Regions from separate parts of the Zea mays genome. Here regions 2 and 3 are each linked to region 1. The links are chromatin contacts, called in public Hi-C maps. All regions are on one chromosome and are shown on one strand. The core of a region is the stretch at or near the end of the contact, and the rest is flanking DNA. Distances in the headings are between cores, read along the strand shown.

Region 1 (5,121 bases), core at 1,225-3,724:
GTTGCCTTACCCCTTTTTATAGCTCAAGGGTGGGTTTTACAGTGGGAACTTGTATTCTACTGGGAGTAGGCTCGGCTTGCTGCCTGCGGATGGTGAGTCCTCCTAACGTCGTTCGTAGGGTCGTGCAATGTCGTGCCCCTAGTATGGCGTTCCATCTTGTCCATTTGGTATACGAGTCCCTATAGCTTGCTCGGTGCCAACGTTGTGGTACCTGGCGGGTCCCGCGAAGTGGGCTTACAGCGAGGTTGAGGGTTGTGTTCGGTACTGCTTCATCTTTCGTCATACCCCACACGCCACTATCAAGCATGCGTAGGTATACGCCTAGTATAGGGTATTGTCTCGTCCTTTCCAGTGTATGGGCCACTGTAGAGACTCCGGTGATGAGGTCTCCACGACTGGAATTGACTGACCCCACGAGTCAGTGAGGGTATGTCCGTCGACGCACGCGGGGGTGTTCCATCGTGTCTGCCAAAAACCTTTTGCTACTGTATGTACGGTCCAAACGTGGTTTGGTGATGTTGCGTCTTTTCACGACCGTCGTGGGCCGACAGCGTCGTCCTAGGTTCCTTTCTTGCGGATCCGTTCGGCAAGGACTTGGTCATTCGTCCTGTCTCGTAGACTTGCTCGGCAGGGACTTGGTCGGTCACCCCGTCTCGCAGACTTGCTCGTCCGGGACTTGGTCGTTCGCCCCTCCTCGCATACTTGCTCGACGGGGACTTGGTTGCTGGTCCCGTCTCGCAAACTTGCTCGATGAGGACTTGGACATTTGCTCCGCCGAGTAGACTTGCTCGGCGGGGACTTGGTCGTTCGCCCCGCATCATAGACTTGCTCGACACAGACTCAGTTGGTAAATGGGCCAGAGAGGGGTTTGTGGGGGTATCCCGTTCTTGGGTACTTGACACAATTATTTGTAGTTTTTACCTGTTAAAACTTCAAATATGATGTTCATATTCATATCTTTATTGGTATCACTCTTCGTGTATACATTTATTTATCCTATGTACATGCAATGTAAATGATACATAGTGCATATTGACCTTATTTTTAACATGTACTTCTTTCAAAGCAAACCACCCGCGAAGTGTCACAATGCATACATCCTTCGGTGTCGAGGGACCTCATCATGAGGCCCCTGCCCCCCTAAGTCTAGCTTCCAATGTCATTTAAGGAAGAAGATGAGTTTCGAGGCCTTTAGGGCCTCTGAGGTTCTACCGAACAATCTAGGTTATCTTTGTCTCTTAGATCCCCTGCATCAGACCCCTCTTGGACCTCGACCTTGGAGCCCTTCAAGGTTCTGAAGCCCTCTTGAGATCTATGGCTCTTAATGTGGGAACCCAAGCTTCTCTCTTGACTAAGTACAAGAATGCTCCACATTGAGGCATACAACTAGTTGTAACCCCCGGGCAAGAAGTACCATGGGAGTATGGTCCCATAGCCACAACTGTCTCTACTTAAGACGACCATGTGATACTAATGTTCCGAATAAAGCTTTTGCACATCACATTAATGTGATGGATGATATTGTGGTCAAGCAGGCATATGGTAGCCACCACAAAGGATATGAAGCATACCCAAATCCACTATGAGGAGTGTGTCGCGTACCTATGCCACACCTAAATGTGCTAATTTACCTGTAAGCATTATAAAATATAAGCAATTACACCGTATCTGATGGCATGGACTCGAGTACATAACTATGATATGATATATTTCTCACTGCCGCAAGATATGCATATTACAATGACATGTTCAAGCGCCATTGTGGTCCGCGTAGAGTCCTCGTCTCTAACAAGATGAAGTAATCGAGCATGTTCACTACGAACCAACATGTGATCCTCCTCTTCTTCGAGCTATAAAATATTCATCCAGCTTAAATTTCAAAATATGTGTGTCAGAGTTAAAAAAATATTCGATTCAAATCTAAATATCAGTTCTGTATTCATATCCTAGAATATTCGAATCTATATTTGAATTCAGATTACAAGGTAGTGAATTGTGACATGTATTCGTTCCTATCCGATCCGTCGTTTTTGAGCACTAGGTGCGGTCACTGTGACGCGTGGACTTGGCTTCGCCCACTGCCATCGTGGACCCACGTCATCAGCAAGTGTCCATATCCACCACCCGACCCGACGACCGCTTGCCGTCCGATCCGTGTGCTCCCGAGGGCAAGGATGGCATTTCGCCACGCGAGATATTTTTCGGTGGCCTGCACAGGCCGGCAGTGCAGCGGCCAAAACGAGGTCAGGTCAGTCACGCTGGGCCCCGCCTCACGCTCCCGTCCTGCTCCGGGTCCCAACAAAGCCGTCCCCGGGAGGTGCTCGTGTGCTCGTAGCGCGGTGGCGACCCCGATGCCCCGCATATTCCACTGGGCGTCCGCGCCGTCGGATGGGATCAGGACGGCCGCGGCGGCCCCGCGCTCGGCTATAAAGACGCTGCGGGGGACGCATTCCCTCTCCGTGCTTTCTTAGAGGTGGGTTGGCTTCTCCTCCCCCTCCGGTTCGGGTTCGGGTTCGTGAGGTTCTCCGGGGTTCGGGTTCGTGGGTGAGCGGATCGAGATGGCGGCGTCGGATGTTGAGTACCGCTGCTTCGTCGGCGGCCTCGCCTGGGCCACGGACGACCACTCCCTCCACAACGCCTTCAGCACCTACGGCGAGGTCCTCGAGTCCAAGGTCCGTTCCCGTCCCAGATCCGTCCATGGCTTCGTCCAGATCTGACCTGTCCTGACACACCCTCACCCGGATCTGTCCCTCCTTCCCCTCTCCCCTGCAGATCATCCTCGATCGGGAGACGCAGAGGTCCCGCGGCTTCGGCTTCGTCACCTTCTCCACGGAGGAGGCGATGCGGAACGCCATCGAGGGCATGAACGGCAAGGAGCTGGACGGCCGCAACATCACCGTCAACGAGGCCCAGTCCCGCGGCGGCCGTGGAGGCGGCGGCGGTGGGTACGGTGGTGGCCGTGGAGGCGGCGGCTACGGCGGTGGCGGGCGCCGTGATGGCGGTGGCGGCTACGGCGGTGGCGGCGGCTACGGTGGCGGCGGCGGCTACGGTGGTGGTGGCGGCGGCTACGGCGGTGGCAACCGTGGCGGCGGCTACGGCAACTCCGACGGGAACTGGAGGAACTGAGCGGTGGGGCCCGCGCGGCCAAGTTATCCTGTTCGCTACCGTGATGTTTACCCTAGTCCAGAGGGTTTATCTTCGTTCGTGTCGTGTTTGTTGTTGCCCATCTGTGTTTTTGATTGCAAGGTCGCTCTGTGTCAGTTGTTAGTGCTGTGTTCATCCTCGGTTTCAGCAGACCCATGCATCAAACAGCATGGACTGCGGATCGATGGATGCTGTTACCCCCGTCAGGCTTTATTCTAAGTTAATCTTAAGGAAAAAATGGTGCTTCTTGGTGCTGCAAAATGGTTGTGCTCATCTGAAAAGCTACTTACTCTCGCTTTGAGTGCGAATCAAGGCAAAGGTTGCCAGTTTTTCAAACAATGAATGATTCTTTGCTTTGGAATGAAAAAAGTAGCCGCCAATCAACATGAATCTATGGGGGAAAGGCGATCTGACGTAATAATTACAACATCCCAATCAGTGAGCAACTGAACATAACATTTGATCCTGACAAAGGACTCTGCCCCCGGTCAGCTGGATCCAGGATCTGGCGTAGAATTCACTACAGAAGACTGTCTTCAGCGGTTCCCCTAAATTTGTCCCCCTATATCCCACTCACGTGCCACGTCAGCAATCTCTCTCCCCCTATATTTCCACGGTCTACAGCGGTTCCCCCTATAACAATCCTCTATACCCCACCAGACCAATATTATATACTTTCCTCATCAACTAACTCAACTACCATCAAATATTAAATTTATGTTTATTTATTATTTGTATAGTACACGGGCGAATTTTGGTCCACATGTAATTAGCAAACTTCATAATTACTATTACTACATTAGTACAAATACGGTACAAATTGATGTATTTTTACAAATTCAAAATTCTCATTCTTCTAGTACACGACACGAGTGGCTTGCACGACACGACTGGCTTGTACTAGAAGCCACGATCGCCTGGCTTCCTTCACACACCAAAGGCACCTATAAATATGGTACCCTGGGGAAATGCTCCACTCATCTAAACACTCACTCTCTTCTATATCATCCGCCATACCATAAGAAGACCGTACTACGCACTCGTAGTTTAGGTCGTCATGGAGTCATTGAAAAGCCTTGTGTTGTCCTCGTCATCCGACGATTCCGACGATGAGATTGATACCTTGTTGCTTGCCCAACATGTTGACCACCTTGTACAAGGAGACACGAGCACACGCCGTAGCCGCTCCTCATTGCCTCGCCGAGTTATCCATAGGGACCACACTGCTGGAGAAAATCTCATCAAACATCACTACTTCGGACCTAATCCTGTGTATCCATCACATGTTTTTCGTCGAAGGTACATTTCCTAAGTTATGATTTTACTTTCATTTGTAGGTTTCTTTTGTTAATTTTATGCTTTATTTTCGTTTATAGGTTTCGGATGCATCGTCCTTTGTTCCTACGTATCCTTCGTGCCGTTCAGCGAGAAGACGAATACTTTACTATTCGTTGTGATGCAACAGGTTTAGCAGGGCTTGGTCCATTGCAAAAAGTATGTGCTGCATTGCGTATCCTTGCGTACGGGTTACCAACCGATGCGGTAGATGAGTACATACAGATTGGACAGACTACCGCTAGGGACTGCCTTATCCGTTTTTGTCGCGCAATCATATCTTCCTTTAGCGAACGATACCTTCGTATCCCTAACCACGACGACATTGCTCGCATACTACGTGTAAACGCCGACAGGGGGTTTCCTGGTATGCTAGGCTCTATCGATTGTATGCATTGGGAATGGCGCAACTGTCCTACTGCATGGCGCGGACAGTTTTGTGGGCGAAATTCGAGGCCAACAATGATACTAGAGGCAGTCGCTGGGTACGATTTGTGGATTTGGCATGCCTTCTTTGGAATGCCTGGTACCAACAATGATCTCAACGTGCTTCATCGCTCACCTGTGTTTGATCCGTTACGTAATGGGACGATGCCACCAGTGCACTTCACTATTAATGGGACTACTTACAATTTCGGATAC
Region 2 (5,121 bases), core at 1,046-3,545, 470 kb before region 1:
AAACCACAATGCGATGCAAATGACCAGTTAAATTTAATTCCATAAGTTACTCATGTGGGTCCGAGCCGCTCATGACCATGAGCATGGCTGATATACCAGTTTTACACTCTACAGAGGTTGCACATCTGTACCCACAAGTCATGTTACCCATATGCCAAGGGTTCATGAATCCCATACACCTCTACCAAGGAAGCAAGGCAGGGTAACACTACGAGGCCTTTACAAAGTTCCACTAGCTTTAGAAAACCTGCTACAGTTTCTAGGGAGCGTAGCATAGGAATCCCCCGTCTGAAAAGCCATTGCAGCAAAATCAACTCGAGAACCTCCCTATACCTACCACTCCCATACTGCCCTTGCCCCTTTAGGGTAAGGTAGTCATCCACTAGCTTTCCTAATTAGTTAGCCAAGGGCGTCCCATACCACCCTTGTGGTAGCACTGTTTTCCCGGGTGGTTCTCCATGTTCCAATTAACATAATGATCTTGTCATGAACAATAAATAACAAATTGATAATAAAAGCATGATCATGAATAATGTGTATCTTAACACCTAAAACCACATAAACCAATAGCAGGTACTACCCAAAAGTTCTGTGGTAAACAAGGTATAAAGATAGCCAAACTGGGGTGACCTATTGGGTCCCATCAAAATTAACCTATGCAGATCATAATGATCAACATGAACATTATTGGGTAAATAGAAGTGATCAAGGACACAACTTGCCTTCAACGAGCTCCTGCTCAGTAGTTTCCACCTACTGAGCTTCTGAGTCCTCAGTCACTTGCTCGTCTACTCGCAATAATACAAGCAAACATGGTACATGAGAAATTAACATCACACCAAACATGAGAACGTACTGCATAATGATATTCTATGCATCGTAACGAGATCGTAGGTTTGAGAATCACTAAATTTAGAGTTACGGTTATCGAGTTACGATTTTCCGAAGTTATTAAGTGTTTGGTATTGAATAAGTTAAGTGGATAATTTTAATCTATGTTTCAGGGCTAAACAGAGTTACCTAGTGATAAACAATATTAAAACAAAATTAATGCAACCAGAATGGATTAAAAAGGAGTAAAAAATAATTAATTATGAATTTAATAAGATTCTGAAATTATTTTTATGTTAAAATCATTATCCCTAATGTAGTTTATAGGGTTTAATACCCTATGGACTGTGGCCACCATTATCCGAGAACACGGGGTTAAATTTACAAATTTCAGGGCTTGGTTTATACTTTCCTTCACTACTGCAGGATGGCGGGTTGATATTAAGAAAGAACAGGGGCTCAATTGTAAATAGGGTTATCCGACGCGGTATAAATAGATGTCGGTCGACTGATCCATCGCAGACGGCCTAGATTAAATCGAATCCCTCCCCGAAACGGTATGCAGTGCCATCCCTCGGATTACCCCAACGGTCAGGATTTAAAGTGACCGAGGCGCACATTTATGCGTCCGATCTTCGTCAAACGGTTTAGGCCAAACCGCCCCCAATCGATATCATATCGCTAATCCTGGCCATTTCATCTAAATCGAGTGACCCAGACATCTCCCTCTCCCCCGACGGTGGCGGACAACGGCACCAGACTCTCCCCAGCAGCGGCCATCGCCGGCAAGAGCCACCAACAACCCAGGTACCCCACAACTATGCTTCAGACGATGCTACACACAATATAGATGAACGCGAGCACGGGGGAGGAGTCCATACCGTGAATCACATGGTGTTGTGCCCTGCCCATAGAGATGCGTGGATCCGCGGTGGTGAGGTGTCTCCAGGGAGCAATTGAGCTGGCACCAGTGACGCCCCGAGCCCAACGCCGCCACCACAAGGTCCCACGAACCATGGTTAAGCTCCCCCGCCTTGTGCAATTGCCCGAACGCCGACACAACCCGAGCACTGCAGCAGTGAGCGGATTCTCTTCTCCCTGCGGTCCTTGGTGACAGAGCTCTAGGTTCAAGGTGGTGCACCGACGACTTCTGTGGTCGGGTAGATGGGTGGGGCCTCCCAAGGGGGTCAACAATTATAGCTAACCCAGCGCAACCATCCGCGGTCATGGGGCCGAAGTTCCCAGGTGGCGCCCGCTGTTCTGTTACGCCGGCGCGGAGAGAGGGACGAGGATGGCGTTTACCAGTGGGCCCCATGCGGAAGTGGCAGAGCGCAGGCGCTTCAACCGGGAGGAGCACTGGGGATTGGGGCCCGCCCGTAAGTGTGTCAATGCGCACGCGGCATGTAAAAGACGAGGTGGGCCACAGGGGGAGAAAAAGGATAGAGTGGGTCGAGGCTATGGTTTTGAGCCCAGGCGCGGATTTTTTCTTTTTCTTTTCTTTTTCGTTTTCTTTCCTGTTTTCTTTTCTTTTTATTTTTAAATCTCAAATTTGAATCCAACTTTGTTGTGAATTTTGTACATGGATTGAATGTACAATTTAAAAATACTAGTATGGCAAGGATATATTTATTTATATATTTATTTTCTTTCTCCTTCTCTTTTCTTTGCTATTTCATCTTCAAATTCTAGATTTAAAATTAGGTGTTAATCCAAATTTCAACATTATTATATTTTTATTACTACTATTATTATTATTAAATGCACAAACAAATAAACTCCAACATGATGCATGTATTATTTATGTTTTATTAGAGAATTATTCACTTTAAATATGTTCCTTAATATTTCTCATTAATAGAAGGTAACACACATAAAGATGTATCCCTCTCTTTTATATTCCACAAGTTTGGTATTACAAATCCTACCCCCTTAAAAAGAATCTCAGCCTTGAGATTAAGATGAACTAGGAAAGAGGTGGGGAAATCTACTCGTAGCTCTTTTTCTCTCTCCCAAGTAGCTTCATCTTCTCCATGATGACTCCATTGCACTTTGCACATTTTGATCACCTTACTCCTTGTAACACGAGTCAAAGTATCAATAATCTTGATAGAATACTCAGTGTAAGTCAGATCATCTTGAACACTCAATTCCTCCATAGGCAGTTGCTCTTCGGGTAACCTGAGGCACTTCTTCAACTGGGATACATGGAAGACATCATGTAGATCTGCCAGATGGTTGAGTAGTTCCAGCTGATAGGCAACTTCTCCCACTCGCTTTAGGATCATGAAGGGTCCAATAAAGCGAGGGGGACAACTTCCCTTTAACTTTAAATCTCCTCATACCTCGGATCGGTGACACCTTCAGATACACGTGATCACCCTCCTTGAACTCTAATTGCCTTCTCCGGTTATCTGCATAGCTTTTCTGCCTAGAGTGCGCAGTTCTCAAGTTTTCCCATATCAACAGTACTTGTTCTTCTGCCTCTTGTATAATTTCTGGCCCAAAGAACTGCCTTTCACTAGTTTGATCCCAATATAGTGGAGTCCTGCATTTTCTACCATATAAAGCCTCGAACGGGGATATCTTCAGACTGGCCTGGTAACTATTATTGTAAGAGAACTCCGCATATGGTAAACTCTTATCCCAACTGCCACCATTTTTAAGAGCACAAGCTCTCAACATATCTTCTAGTACTTGGTTGGTTCTCTCGGTCTGCCCATATGTTTGAGGATGGTAGGCCGAGCTGAAATTCAACTACGTGTCCAAGCACTCGTGCAACTTCTGACAAAATCGAGAAGTGAACTGGGATCCCTGGTCTGACACGATCTTCTTAGGCACTCTATGTAGACAAACTATTTGGGCCATATACAACTCTGCTAGCTTGGCCCCGTGTACTTAGTCCTCACAGGGATGAAGTGAGCCACTTTTGTTAGTCTGTCCACAATCACCCAAATAGAGTCATACCCAGCAGAAGTGCGGGGTAGACCAACAATGAAATCCATACCAATTTCTTCCCACTTCCACTTGGGTACTTTCAGCGGGTGAAGTAATCCAGCTAGTCTCCGATGTTTAGCTTTTACCCTTTGGCAAACATCACACACTTCCACATGTGAAGCAACATCCCTTTTCAGACCATACCACCAATACTTTTGTTTCAGATCTTGATACATCTTGGTATTGCCAGGAAGAATGGAGTAGGTCGAGTCATGTGCTTCCTTCAATATGGTTTCACGAAGACTATCAATCTCAGGGACACAAATCCTATTCTTGAACAAGATTGTGCCCTGCTCATTTTTCGTGAAATCTGGACCTCTACCTTCTGCCACCAGACCTTTGATCTCTTGAATTTTAACACCACCGATCTGACCCTTACGTATTTCTTGTTCTAAGGTAGGTTCCACCTCTATGGTAACTCCTTCTGTGTGAGCAACTATTACCATGTTGAGCTTTGCAAAATCTTCTGCCAACTCATCAGGTAGCTGGGTAACAATAGCTGCATGAACATGCTCCTTCCGACTCAAGGCATCTGCAACCAGATTTGCCTTGCCCAGATGATAATGAATCTCCAAGTCATAATCTTTGATGAGCTCCAACCAATGGCGTTGCCTAAGGTTGAGATCCTTCTGAGTGAAGATATACTTTAAGCTCTTGTGATCAGTATAGACTTGGCACTTAGTCCCCATTATTTAATGCCTCCAAATCTTGAGAGCATGCACTACGGCTGCCAGTTCTAAGTCATGAGTGGGGTAGTTCATGTAACACCTCAGGTGTTACTTAGGGTTTTCACTTAAGACTACACAAGCCAAGCCCATCATCACATGTGGTTGAAATAGAACAAAGCACCTCAAACTTGGAACTCAAGGTCCTAAGCATGTGCAACCCATCTTAGATACCATACCCTAACTTATCTTGCACACATAATGGGGAGTTTTGCCCAAACCCTAATTCAAACCCCTTTGGACAAGAGAAGCACTATAAGTAAGTGTGACCAAAAGGTTATGAAAACCCCATGATCTTGACTTGGGCCATTTATAAAAGTTGTAGTACCCTTAATACCCTACAATTAATAGTAAGAAAGTGACCCCAAAAAGAATTCAGAAAAGCCCCAAAAGGTTCACCAAAGGGTTAAACACAAAAGAAAAATCAGGATTTTTGTAAGTCCAAAACCAACCCTTGGCCAAAGATCACACATGTTCACCCTCATTCAAACTTCAAAACAATTCGACCCAATTGACAAAGTGGCGCCAAATTACCTCTAAAATGCCCTGGAGAATGTTGACCCCTACCCTA
Region 3 (5,121 bases), core at 1,363-3,862, 300 kb before region 1:
AAAGAAAAGTGACATATAAAACTCACCTTAAGTCTTCACAGGAGTGCACAGGAGGAGACATGCTGTCGTTGGAACACAGATTCGAGGCATTTTGGGAAGCAGCAACAATAGGCCTACACACAAGTACACAACACACTTGACCTTAAATCAACACTTGAGGAGATGGATCCGTAGCAGGAACCCCCATTGTATTGATTGATGTCATCAGAGCAGCCACTGCCGTGGGTGTAGATCTATCTCTGAGGTAGGAGAGGAGCCGTCGGCCTACCACCATGGGAGAGCGCTAAGACACGAGCTGAGGACGACTACGAGGAAGGCTGGGCAGCATGGCGTCCTGCAGGGAGGACTGGGCGACCGGCGATGACAACGCGCGGGGAGGACCGGGAGGGGACTAGCGGCGGAGGGCTGGGCACACGGTGGAGTGAGAGGAGATCTGGGCAGCACGGGTGAGCGGCGCGGTCGACTGGTCGAGGGATTGAAGAGATTTGGATTTGGCTAGGTCAACTTGACATGTTTTGTGGGCCGGGCCAGTGCACTGTGCACCACATGGAAAATTTTAGACACAAGCAAGCTAGTCCAATACGCGCAAAGAGCTTTAGTTTTGGGACATTCTACAACGACGGATGGTCTGACTCCTAAGATGGTAATGCCGACGGACAGCTCAACGTGAAACATAAATAAAAGTACCGATGGACAGTTTAACAGTATATTTAGAAATATCGACTGATGGTGTGTAGCTATGTTTTAGCGACTGATTCACTGTCAATTTACTACTTTTAGTGACTGAGATCTGACGCTATTTTGGTGTTGTGGTATAGTGACGGCGACCACGGCCGAGGGGCGGGGTGGCATCGTCGACGAGCGGCGGGATGGGGCCACGATGGGGCAGAAGTGACGGCGGCTGCGCTTGTGGTTTGGTGCGTGGAATAGGGTTTTGTTTGTTTAGTAGGCCTTTAGATGGGCTTTGGTGAGTAAATAAGAAACACAAAAATCACGTACCCCTATAGCGACCCACCATCAGTCACACACTTACCTCTATAGCGACCGACCATAAGTCGTTAAATTTCTAGACTTTTAGCGACCCATAGACCGTCGTTATAAGCGCATTTAGCGACCAACCGTCAGTCCATAACTTTTAGCGACCAACCGTCAGTCCCTAATAAGGGTCGCTAAAGATCAACCGTCGTGTAGTGTATGTGCCTACATGGGGTACCTAAGAAGATAGTTTTAGATCGTGGATCTCAGTTTACTTCCCGATTTTGGAAGAACCTTCATGAGAGTATGGACACGAAGCTAAACTTTAGTTCAGCCTACCATCCCTAAACTGATGGGCAGACCAAGAGAACAAATCAAGTGCTAGAAGATATGTTAAGAGCTTGTGATCTTAAGCACGATGGCAGTTGAGACAAGAGTTTACCCTATGCGGAGTTCTCCTATAATAATAGTTATCAGGCCAGTTTGAAGATGTCCCCGTTGGAGGCCTTATATGGAAGGAAGTGTAGAATCCTGCTGTATTAGGATCAAACTGGTGAAAGGCAGTTCTTTGGGCCAATAATAAGCCAAGAAGCAGAGGAACAAATTCGAATAATAAGGGAGAACTTGAGAACTGCGCAGTCCAGACAGAAAAGCTGTAGAGATCACGTGTATCTCAAGGTGTCACCAATTCGGTGTATGAGGAAATTTAAAGTTAAAGGTAAGTTGTCCCCTCGCTTTATTGGACCCTTCAAAATCCTAAAGCGAGTGGGGGCAGTTGCATATCAACTGGAGCTACCCAACCATCTAGCGGATATACATGATGTCTTACATGTATCTCAGTTGAAGAAGTGTCTTAGGGTGCCAGAAGAGCAACTAACTATGGATGAACTTAGTGTTCAAGGTGATCTGACTTATACAGAATATCCTATCAAGATCATTGATACCTTGACTCGTGTTACAAGGAATAAAGTGATTAAGATGTGCAAAGTACAATGGAGTCATCACACAGAAGATGAAGCCACCTACGAGCAAGAAGTTGAGGTACGAGTAGAATTTCCCCACCCCTTTCCTAGTTCATCGTAATCTCAAGGCCGAGATTATTTTTTAGGGGGTAGGATTTGTAAACCCTTAAAATATGGTTTAAATTGTTAGCTAGTTCTTGGTGTAATAAAATTAGAGTTATTGTAAGTCTATGTTTTATTGGCAAGACATGTTCCCTATAAAAATGAAATAGAAGTTGAAATTATGCATCATGCCTTAGATTTTGACTGTTCATTTAATTTGTATTAGAAATAATTTTTAAAATATAATTGAACTCAAGTAATTTGTGATGAAAGACTATATGTTACTTTGTTTCCAAATCAAATAAGTAGTGAACGATAATATAATAAACTATATGGTTAAACTACATCCCAAAAATAATAATTTGCACCTATGGAGTTTTTGAATTAGAACCTTGTTTGGATTTGAAAAAAAATTGGGCTTGTGAAATGAAAAAATAGAGAGAAAAGAGAAAAAAAAATAAAAATGAAACAGAACCCAACCTGAATCTCCTTGCTGCTCGTTCAGCCCAACACCGGCCTAATCCGGATCCGCATTGCACGGCTCCCGCACCACGCCGCGCTCAACCACACACACTGCACCGTGGGGACCGCTTGTCAGCACCTTCGCCTTCGCTGAGGCCCCGACACAACAAACTCACAACTCCACTTGGCCGTTGCAACAAGCCTGGAGTCTGCCAGCTAATATCTCCCTCCCCAGCAGAACCTGGACTCCCTGAATAAATACCAGATCGCACACTCTCGGTTGATCTCTCTGCATCATGCGCCCATAACCAGTACTGAGAGCCATAGCCGCTGGGAATAGACCCACGGAGAGAGAACGCATTGGAAATGGCCGCTGCCGCTGCCCTTGAATCTTGGCGTCAAGCTGGGGGTTCGGCAGGGTCGCGCGCTGGACGCTTGGGGGCTTCCCTTGCGTGTTTGGTGACTGGAGAACAGGACTTCATCGTCGTACGTAGAAGACCGGACCAGGCTACCGCGGAGCGTGAACTGCTCGTCCCTGCACCGGGCAACCGTAAACTACCCCTATGTTCTTCCTCGCCATTGGTCCCTTTAGCGTTTGTGCCTGCGTGCGGCAGGTTTTTATCCATTGATGCACCACCCTAGCATTACTCTGGCGAGCCGCGCCATTTGCGGGTTAGTCGTCGTCTGGGGCCAGTGTTCGTGCGGGGAAGATGAACTGCTGTCCTTCGGATCCAGCGTCGATGGCCCGGATTAGAAGAGGGTTATCGGTTCGGGAGTAAGGAATCAGGAGCGTTGATGATAGATCGGGTGAACCACGTCCATTTGGTCAACATAAAATCTGAGTCGTGCATATCCTATCCTAGGGTTCCTATTGAATATCGATTCATAGTAACGATAATTTAATCCTGACCGTAGATCCAAGATCCATGGCCCTGATTGCATGATACCCTTTCGGCCAAGCGATTTTTCATAAGAGCCCTGGTGTTTTTACTAATCAACCCGTAGTACACCTGTACACAAAGATCATTACCCCCAGGTCCCGGAATTTGCAAACTGAACCCTAAACGCCCTGGTTTTTGCGTCCGCTGTCCATGGATTATTTGACCTGGGTAAATAAGATTGGAAAATGAATGTTTAATATAAAAGTGAATCTAAAAACTTGTAAAATTCATATTTTACTTATTTTAACTCCTTTTTAACCCGTTCCAATTACGTTATCTTCGTAATAAAATTATCTACGCATTAATAGTACTAATTGTGACATCTCCCATACTTCTATAATTAGATATCTATGTAGCTTGTGTTTATGTAAATAACTTTTAGCAAGAATTAAATTGCTCATAATTACTGTTTGACCAAAACAAGAGCTAGGATCAAGTTATGACCTGGAATATATCAGTTACTACTGTTTAATATATTTTTCACATGAATTATAGTCACTTACACTTTGGAAAACCATATCTTGTTTACTTTAACTCCGAATTTAGTAGTTCCCGAACCTACGATCTCGTAGCAACGCATAGATCATTATTATGCAGTTTGTGCTCATGTTTGTTGTGATGTTAATTTCTCCTATACCATGTTTGTTTGTATTGTTACGAGTAGACGAGCAAGTGACCAAGGAACCTGGTACCCAGCAGATGGAAAATACTGAGCAGGAGCTCGTTGAAGGAAAGTTGTGCCCTTGATCACTCTTTTTTAACCAATAATGTTCTTGTTAATCACTATACTATGCTCAGGTTAATTTGATGGTACCCAATAGGTCACCCTAGTTTGAGTTACTTTATACCTTGCTTGCCACTGAACTTTTGAGTAGTATCTGCTATTGCTCTATGTGGTTTTGGATGTTAAGATACAAATGATTCATGATCATGCTTAACTATTATTATTGGATTATTTAAATGTTCATGATAAGATTATGGTGTTAACTGGAACATGGAGCTTAACTTGAGATAATAGTGCTATCACAATGGTAGAATGGGACACCCTTGGCTGATTAATTAGGAAAGCTAGTGTGAGTTAATCCTTTCCCGAAAGGGGCAAGCGGAGTGGAGGATGCGGGTGTAGGGAGGTCCTCGGGTCGGACTATCTTTTTAGCTTTTGGACCGAGGGATTCCTGTACAACTTTCGGCCCAGAAACCATAGGAGGTTCTCTCCTCTAGTGGAACTTTGTAAAGGCATTGTAGTGTACCCTGCCTACTCACCTTGGCAATGTTTAAGGGTTTGATCAATCCGAGGCGACAAAGGGAACATGTATTATGGGTAAAGATGTGCAACCTCTGCAGATTGTAAAACTGGTATATCAGTCGTGCTTGTGGTCAAGAGCGATTGAGGACTCTTGCATGATTAACTTATGGAATTAAACTTAATTTGTCATATGCATCGTATTGTGGTTTTATTATTAATTTTATCTATTATTTTGTTGGGATGGTATTTACTTATATTTAGTAACTACTAATAAAATTTGACCAACTTATTAAAAGCAATGCTTTGCCTTAACCATTATTTGTTGATCAGCTTGACACTATATATGAGCCCCACCGTAAGTGAGCCCATGCACATTATTCTCCACACTTGCTGAGCGATGAACATCTGTGAGCTCACTCCTGCAATAAAACTC

What was found. A called contact is a pair of places that touch in the nucleus more often than the background predicts.
Region 2: a contact with region 1 is called in a Hi-C map of leaf, with 4 times the contacts expected there. The contact joins the promoter of LOC103640820 here to the promoter of LOC542725 in region 1. A contact is called at or near these places in 4 of 25 Hi-C or Micro-C datasets (bundle sheath, ear, leaf and 1 more).
Region 3: a Hi-C map of leaf shows a contact between it and region 1, with 8 times the contacts expected there. The contact joins the enhancer-like site here to the promoter of LOC542725 in region 1. A contact is called at or near these places in 4 of 25 Hi-C or Micro-C datasets (bundle sheath, endosperm, leaf and 1 more).

Annotation. Positions count from the first base shown.
Region 1 is chr1:182,554,739-182,559,859 of Zm-B73-REFERENCE-NAM-5.0, reverse strand. LOC542725 reads left to right here and starts at 2,474. Exons shown (of 2, transcript NM_001112237.2): 1 at 2,474-2,672; 2 at 2,773-3,405. The coding sequence starts at 2,559. The coding sequence ends at 3,126. LOC103640730 reads left to right here and starts at 4,122. Exons shown (of 2, transcript XM_008664224.4): 1 at 4,122-4,443; 2 at 4,521-5,121. The coding sequence starts at 4,202.
Region 2 is chr1:183,023,055-183,028,175 of Zm-B73-REFERENCE-NAM-5.0, reverse strand. It overlaps LOC103640820, which reads right to left and starts at 2,295. Exons shown (of 2, transcript XM_008664291.4): 1 at 1,713-2,295. The coding sequence starts at 2,146.
Region 3 is chr1:182,854,367-182,859,487 of Zm-B73-REFERENCE-NAM-5.0, reverse strand. No RefSeq gene overlaps it. Among protein-coding and RNA genes, the nearest start is that of LOC118476084, 4.4 kb to the right of the region's middle. Within about 2 kb of position 2,612, at least 15 of the 20 cell types and tissues checked have an H3K27ac peak or open chromatin away from gene starts, as enhancers often do. A contact at or near this core is called in bundle sheath, leaf and tassel, where this site is marked.